Regions from separate parts of the Gossypium arboreum genome. Here region 1 is linked to region 2. Evidence: chromatin contacts called from public Hi-C data. All regions are on one chromosome and are shown on one strand. Each heading gives the region's core, a stretch centred on a gene start, on an enhancer-like site or on the middle of the called end of the contact. The rest is flanking DNA. Distances are from core to core; before and after follow the strand shown. Region 1 holds the start of LOC108463244 (universal stress protein PHOS32-like). Region 2 holds the start of LOC108463273 (agamous-like MADS-box protein AP1).

What was found. A called contact is a pair of places that touch in the nucleus more often than the background predicts.
Region 1: a Hi-C map of leaf shows a contact between it and region 2, with 3 times the contacts expected there. The contact joins the promoter of LOC108463244 here to the promoter of LOC108463273 in region 2. A contact is called at or near these places in 2 of 5 Hi-C or Micro-C datasets (both in leaf).

Annotation. Positions count from the first base shown.
Region 1 is chr13:35,185,534-35,188,640 of ASM2569848v2, forward strand. It overlaps LOC108463244 (universal stress protein PHOS32-like), which reads left to right and starts at 1,524. Exons shown (of 3, transcript XM_017763185.2): 1 at 1,524-2,057; 2 at 2,139-2,227; 3 at 2,339-3,014. The coding sequence starts at 1,736. The coding sequence ends at 2,623.
Region 2 is chr13:34,818,367-34,821,584 of ASM2569848v2, forward strand. It overlaps LOC108463273 (agamous-like MADS-box protein AP1), which reads left to right and starts at 1,768. Exons shown (of 8, transcript XM_017763221.2): 1 at 1,768-2,180. The coding sequence starts at 1,996.

The DNA of each region.
Region 1 (3,107 bases), core at 274-2,773, 370 kb after region 2:
GATTTGAACATTAGATACCATAATTTTAAAGCTTCACATAATCATTTAAACAAAGTTCTTGTTTATGTTTATATAAAAATAGTTTTTACTTAAAATCTTTTTACTCATGTCATGGTTGTATCATAATATAGTATTTACAAATGATTGACATAAACTTGACCATATTTTCTTTCTTATAAAAATTTGTACTATTTCTACATATTTTCCCTCGTATGTATCTATTAATAATTAACCTAAACTAAGTTCGGACATTAAATATGGTAGTCGATCTCGGTTTATATTTTAAGCTAAACTTTTTTTACCTAAAATCAATTTAAATCCTAATATTTAAATTTGGATGAATAATTGGACTTTTAAACATGTAAATTATGATTTTATTAGGTTGTAATCAAAGTAAACAGCATGGTGAAAGGATTTTTGTTGGATTGGAAGTCCGAGTTTCAATTGCAATTTTTATAAGATTGATATCATAACAAAAATGTTTAAATTGGGGACATTGATGAGACATATGGGCAATTAAAGTGGTAAATTGTTTCATGCAAATGGCAAATTAAAGTTAAGGAAGATGAAATGGACCTCTCACCTATTTGACCTTACTTTTTGCAAGTATATATATTTATGTTTTGAGAAAAGTGAGTTTATGTCTCATAGCTGTTTTAGTTTAATTTGTTAATTTATGCTTAATCATCACAACTTTTGCTGCAAAATTAACATTATAGAAGTTGACCCCTTTATTTATTTTCTTTGCTTTCGTTTTGTTAATCATTTTGTTTGGAAGAACTTCTAAAACAGTATTCTTTTACTTTGTTAATTATTTTGTGTTCTCTAAATGATGAGCTGGTAGCGTTTGAGTCACGCCACATAAACCACCAAAAGAAGAAGAAGAAATATCTTTAAAGATAAGTTCTATTGCGATTGATATTGGATTTCAGAAATATTTTTCATATTTATCTTTGTATATCTTTTTATATTAATCTAGAAATGATCACTGCAGAAAATGGTGATAGTGTACTAAACTAAGAATTGCAGTTCTTTCAGCCATTATTACCATTATATGTGGTCCAGCTTTTTAGTCTACATCCACTGTCCAAAAATGTATAATGATCGCTGCATGATAAAGCTATAAAACCCTCGCAAAAAAAGATTGTGTACAGATTCTTTTATTTAATTCTAATTAAGAATATTTAATTCATTAACTGTTAAATAATCTTCTATCGATATAATCATAAGTTAACTCAAACTAAATATTAATAACAAATAAAATTTGGAGCAATAACCCATGGTTTCAACTTCTAAAATGAGTTCAAAGAAGAGTTCAAAATATAAGCCTTCCACTATTGCAATTAGGCATAGAATAGAGAGGTTGGGTATAAACTGGAAAGGCAAAGCAAGCAAATTATTAAAAAATTTGATTACCACTAACATGGCAGAGAATGCTGTGAAGAGGAATGGACCTACAAACTTCATGAGATGCACGTTGAGGAATAGCCCCACAAGTGAATTAAAAAAAGAAACAAAGACCTGTTATCATCATTACCAAACAAAACAAAACACAAAAAAGCAAAAAAAAAAAAAAAGTGATGGAGGAAAAGCAAATAAATCCCATGGCCCAAACCAATAGAACTTTGGTTCATCAAACAGACAAAGGCCTAATGGTTGCTTTCTTCCCTTCTTCTTAAAGATTCTTATAATCATTTTGTGTGTGGTTTATTACCTTAGTAGCTATATTCAGGAGATGGGCAGATCGGGCACTAGGTTGCCAAGCTTTTGCCTCAATAGGATTAGGCCTCATGTTAGAGTTCGGTCCCCTCCAATACAAGCCAAGGCCAATTTGAATTCAGCTACAACTGATCACAAGCATGAGAATAATTGCAAACTTGAAGAAGAAAAACCCAGCCATGGAGAAAAGAAACCTGATTTTGTTATGGGTAGGAAGATCATGATCGTGGTTGATTCCAGCATTGAAGCCAGGGGAGCTTTACAATGGGCACTCTCTCACACTGTCCAGTGCCATGACACAGTTATTCTTCTCTATGTCACAAAGCCCTCAAAACAAGGTTTGCAGCTCTTTGTTTTCATGTCCTTTATCCTGAAAAAACCAAAGCTTTTGATTAATGGCTGAAAATATTTTTATTCAGTTCCAGTTACAAATGATGAGTCCAACGAGAACAGGGCTTATGAACCGATTTCCACCTTGAAAACCATGTGCAAGCAAAAGAGACCAGAGGTGGGTTAACATGTCTAATTATAATGTCATTTTTTTCTTGGTCCTTGAGGCAGCTATGTGAATTGACACACATCTTTGAAATTAAAAGTTCAACCACTTTTTATCTGACAGGTAGAAGTTGAGGTAGCAGTGGTGGAGGGGAAAGAGAAAGGTCCAACAATAGTAGAAGAGGCCAAAAAGCAAGGAGCGGCGCTTCTGGTTTTGGGGCGAAAAAAGAAGTCCATGACATGGCGGCTCATCATGATGTGGGCGGGGAACCGGATTACTGGTGGAGTTGTAGAGTACTGTATCCAAAATGCTAGTTGCATGGCAGTTGCAGTAAGAAGAAAAAGCAAAAAACTTGGAGGTTATTTGATCACCACTAAGCGGCACAAGGACTTTTGGCTCTTGGCCTAAATCAAACATCATCATCATTGAATATATGTAATTGTATTCTTTAATCTAGTGTTGTTGTTTGTAAATATAATACTAGTAAAGTATATTGAGAAAAAAAAATGTGGGGTTTGGTGTGTGGATGAAAAAAGTGTGTTGTGTGTTTATTGATGGACATGGAAATTGTGGGGCCAAGGGAAACACAGTTGGGTCCCAAGTTAATCCCTTTAGGATCTTTACTGGATGCTACAATGGCCTAAAAGAAGCACATGGTTGTTGCAGTGGAGATGCTGGGTTTGATCCGCTTTGCTGAAGCTGCAAAACACTCTTATGCAATTGTTGTAAATTTACAACAAATTTAGCCTCTGAAAATTGGTTTTCTGCTTGAAATTTTATCAGTTGGTTTACAAATAAATTCTTTCAATCTGATTATAAAACAGGGGGACAATCTTTTATTGAAATAGTGAGTAGTTGTGACCCCATTAGTCATATATGCTTCAAATGCACT
Region 2 (3,218 bases), core at 518-3,017:
ATTAATATAAAACATTTTTATTAGATATTAAGAATATTATTTAAAATTTAAAATTTAACATTATTATTGATGTTAAATTTTATATTAGAATAAAATTGTAATATTAAATAATTTTATTAAAATAATAATTAACATTAATGTTTATTGTACTATTATATATAAATATATGTGTTGACAATATTGCAAATTATAATATTTAAGATCAATATTTAATATTTTCAAATAATTATAAAATTAAAATTAAAAATTATTATTAAAACAATAGTCATTTAAGTTAATTATTATATAAAAATCAATTTATTTGTAGGAGGTTTCTCTTTTAAAAAGAACATAGGTTTTTTAAAAAGTGAAGTCAATTGTTAGTTGAGTATTAGTTTGATTGATATGAACATTATTGTAAATGCATGAGGACGTAGGTTCGAGTGCGCTGAAACGCATTATCCTCTTATTTATAGGTTAGAGAGGGACTTTGGGTAGTTTTATATATTGTGTCAAAAAGAGCAAATATGATCAAAACCTCAATTTTTTATCGTTTCATTTTTTTTTCAATTTAATTATCCTAAATAAGATAATTGTGTGAATTAGTCATATTAATTGTTATTTCTTTTTAATAGGTTGCTGACTTGGTATATTAGCCCATTGTGTGATAGACACATGACATTTTTATGTTTGACTATTGACTAAAGTTTAGGGAAAAAGTTTTGGACTAATTATAACGATCGAGGTCCGTAAGCGTTAGTAAAAAGTCAACAAAAAAGCTATGTGTCAGTCACTCAATGTATTAATGTGCCCCATCAACAATCTATTAAAATGAAACAAAAAATTTAATGGTGGTGATTAATTCACACACTTATCTTATTTAGAATGATTAAATTGAGAAAAAAATTTGGAGTGACCAAATAGACAAACCTTATTTTTGAGTGACTATAAGTGTAGTTTACCAAAAATATTTTTAAAAAATATGAAACATAATAAATCAAGGTAGTTAGTACGTACTAGTAGATACATCATTTTTTCCATTAAAATTGGTGCATATTGATATGGGTTTATTTTGATGAATTGTTTCAAATTTATCGATATTTTTAAAATATATTTAATATATGTATATAAAATATTTATGCATCTAATGATGCAAAAATTTTAATGAAAATTTTATCATTTATTACCATAACTGTAAAGAAATAGAAATTTTATATTTTTAAATTATTTATGTATTACTGTGCAATGTTTTGGTTGGCATGATCAGAATTGGATGGAACAAGCTAGTATGATTGGTATTAATAAAAATTTTAACTAATGTAAAAAATTAATTACATCAATTTATTATTGGAACATGTCCATCAATCTATTAATCAATAATAAAAAATGAAAATAAGACTAGATTACGTGTGAATTTTACCTCGTACAGTATTATTATTTTTCTATATTTTAATAATTTGAATCATTTCATAACTACATTAAAATTTGTTTCCGTACAAGATTGTTATTTTTCCAATAATAAACCTATGCATTATAATTTATTTGGGTTTAAGAGAGAAAAAGAAAATCTCCGCCGTCAGCTGTGTGAGTGTGTGACAGCGAGGGGTCTCCGTACAGCTTCTGACGGTATCTATAGGCTATATGAAGAAAACACCTTATTTTTTTTAATAAAAAGAAGAAATAAAATTGTGGTTCCAACATGAGACAGTAACGACTGAACAGTCATATTAACCAATGAGGGACCGACAGCACATTCTTAATAAACCATTCTGGTTTTATCTACAAATCCACTCCCTTTCCCTAAAACCACTTTTTTTTTTCTTTTTCCTATTTTTTCCCTGCATTTCCATTTCTATATATGTTGTGCATGTTTTCTCTGATATACTTCACATTTAGCAAAAGAATTTTTTTTTCCAACTTGGGTATTTAACTTTACTCCATCTTCCTCCTCCTTCTTCTTCCTTTTTAGGATCTGGGTTTTTTCCCCCCAATTTTTTAAGGTTATAAAAAAAGAAAATGGGGAGAGGTAGGGTTCAGTTGAAGAGGATTGAGAACAAGATCAACAGGCAAGTTACTTTCTCCAAAAGGAGAGCTGGGTTGTTGAAAAAAGCTCATGAGATCTCCATCTTGTGTGATGCTGAGGTCGCTTTGATTGTCTTCTCCCACAAAGGGAAGCTCTTTGAATACTCCACTGATTCCTGGTATTTCCTTCCCCCTTCATTCTGTTTTTTTTTTAATTTTTTTAAAGTATTCTCCAAGGTTTTGAGAAACAAAGATAAAGTTACTTTTTTTTTTTTTTGGCTTTGAAACTGAAATAGATGTTTATGAAAGTGGTTTTTGAGGCACTGTCATTAGCAGTTTCTCCTGGATTTCATGCAATGGTTATAACAGGTGAAAAAAAAATTAAAGAATATTACACAGTTCAGTAAAAAGTGTGACTATAACTATATCAGTAATAGAATTTACAAGTGTTTCAGAGATGTTGAAGTAGCAAAAGAATGGAAAGCTTTGAGGGGGAAGTTTGGTCTCATCTTGCTAAAACAAGGTTATTGACCAATGGATGATGAAGAAGAAGCAATAAAAAATTTCCCCTTTTTTAAACTAAAACTTTCTCAATTAGGAGAAAATACAAAGTATCCATTCTATGGACTAAATTATTAATACCAAGTTATAAAAGAAGGGAAAAGCAACACTGAACTTTGTAATAAATTTTATATTCTGTCATCTCAAAAGGAAAAATCATGCTATCAAACATATTTTCTTCTAAAGATAGTAAAAGAAAACCTAAAAAATATGGCTATGTTTTTTCTGAAAATAAATTTGTTTTTACAATTTATTTTTTTGGTTTTGGAACAGAGCTACTATCTTTGTCATCTTCTCTCCTTTGTGTGTTTCCTTTTAGTCCTTACAAGCAACAACTGCTATACATGTATCTCCTTCTTCTTCTTCACCAGTTCTTAAGGGCTAGACCCTCTTTGGCTTTTGAGAACTCTTTGATCCAACAACTGTCCAAGGCCAAAAAGAGGTACCTTTTTGGTAGTTAGAAAATTAGGGATTTGACAATTTTTGTACAGAGGGAGTAGGGCTAGGGCTCCATGAGGGGTAGTTCCACACCTCAAATTTGAAGATTCCTTTTTGAACCCTAAACAAGCTAATAAACTGCTTTCTAAAATTTTTATATTCCAATGGGCTCTTCTTTTAGCTGATTTGGTTACATATATGTCACCAATAGCCAGTTA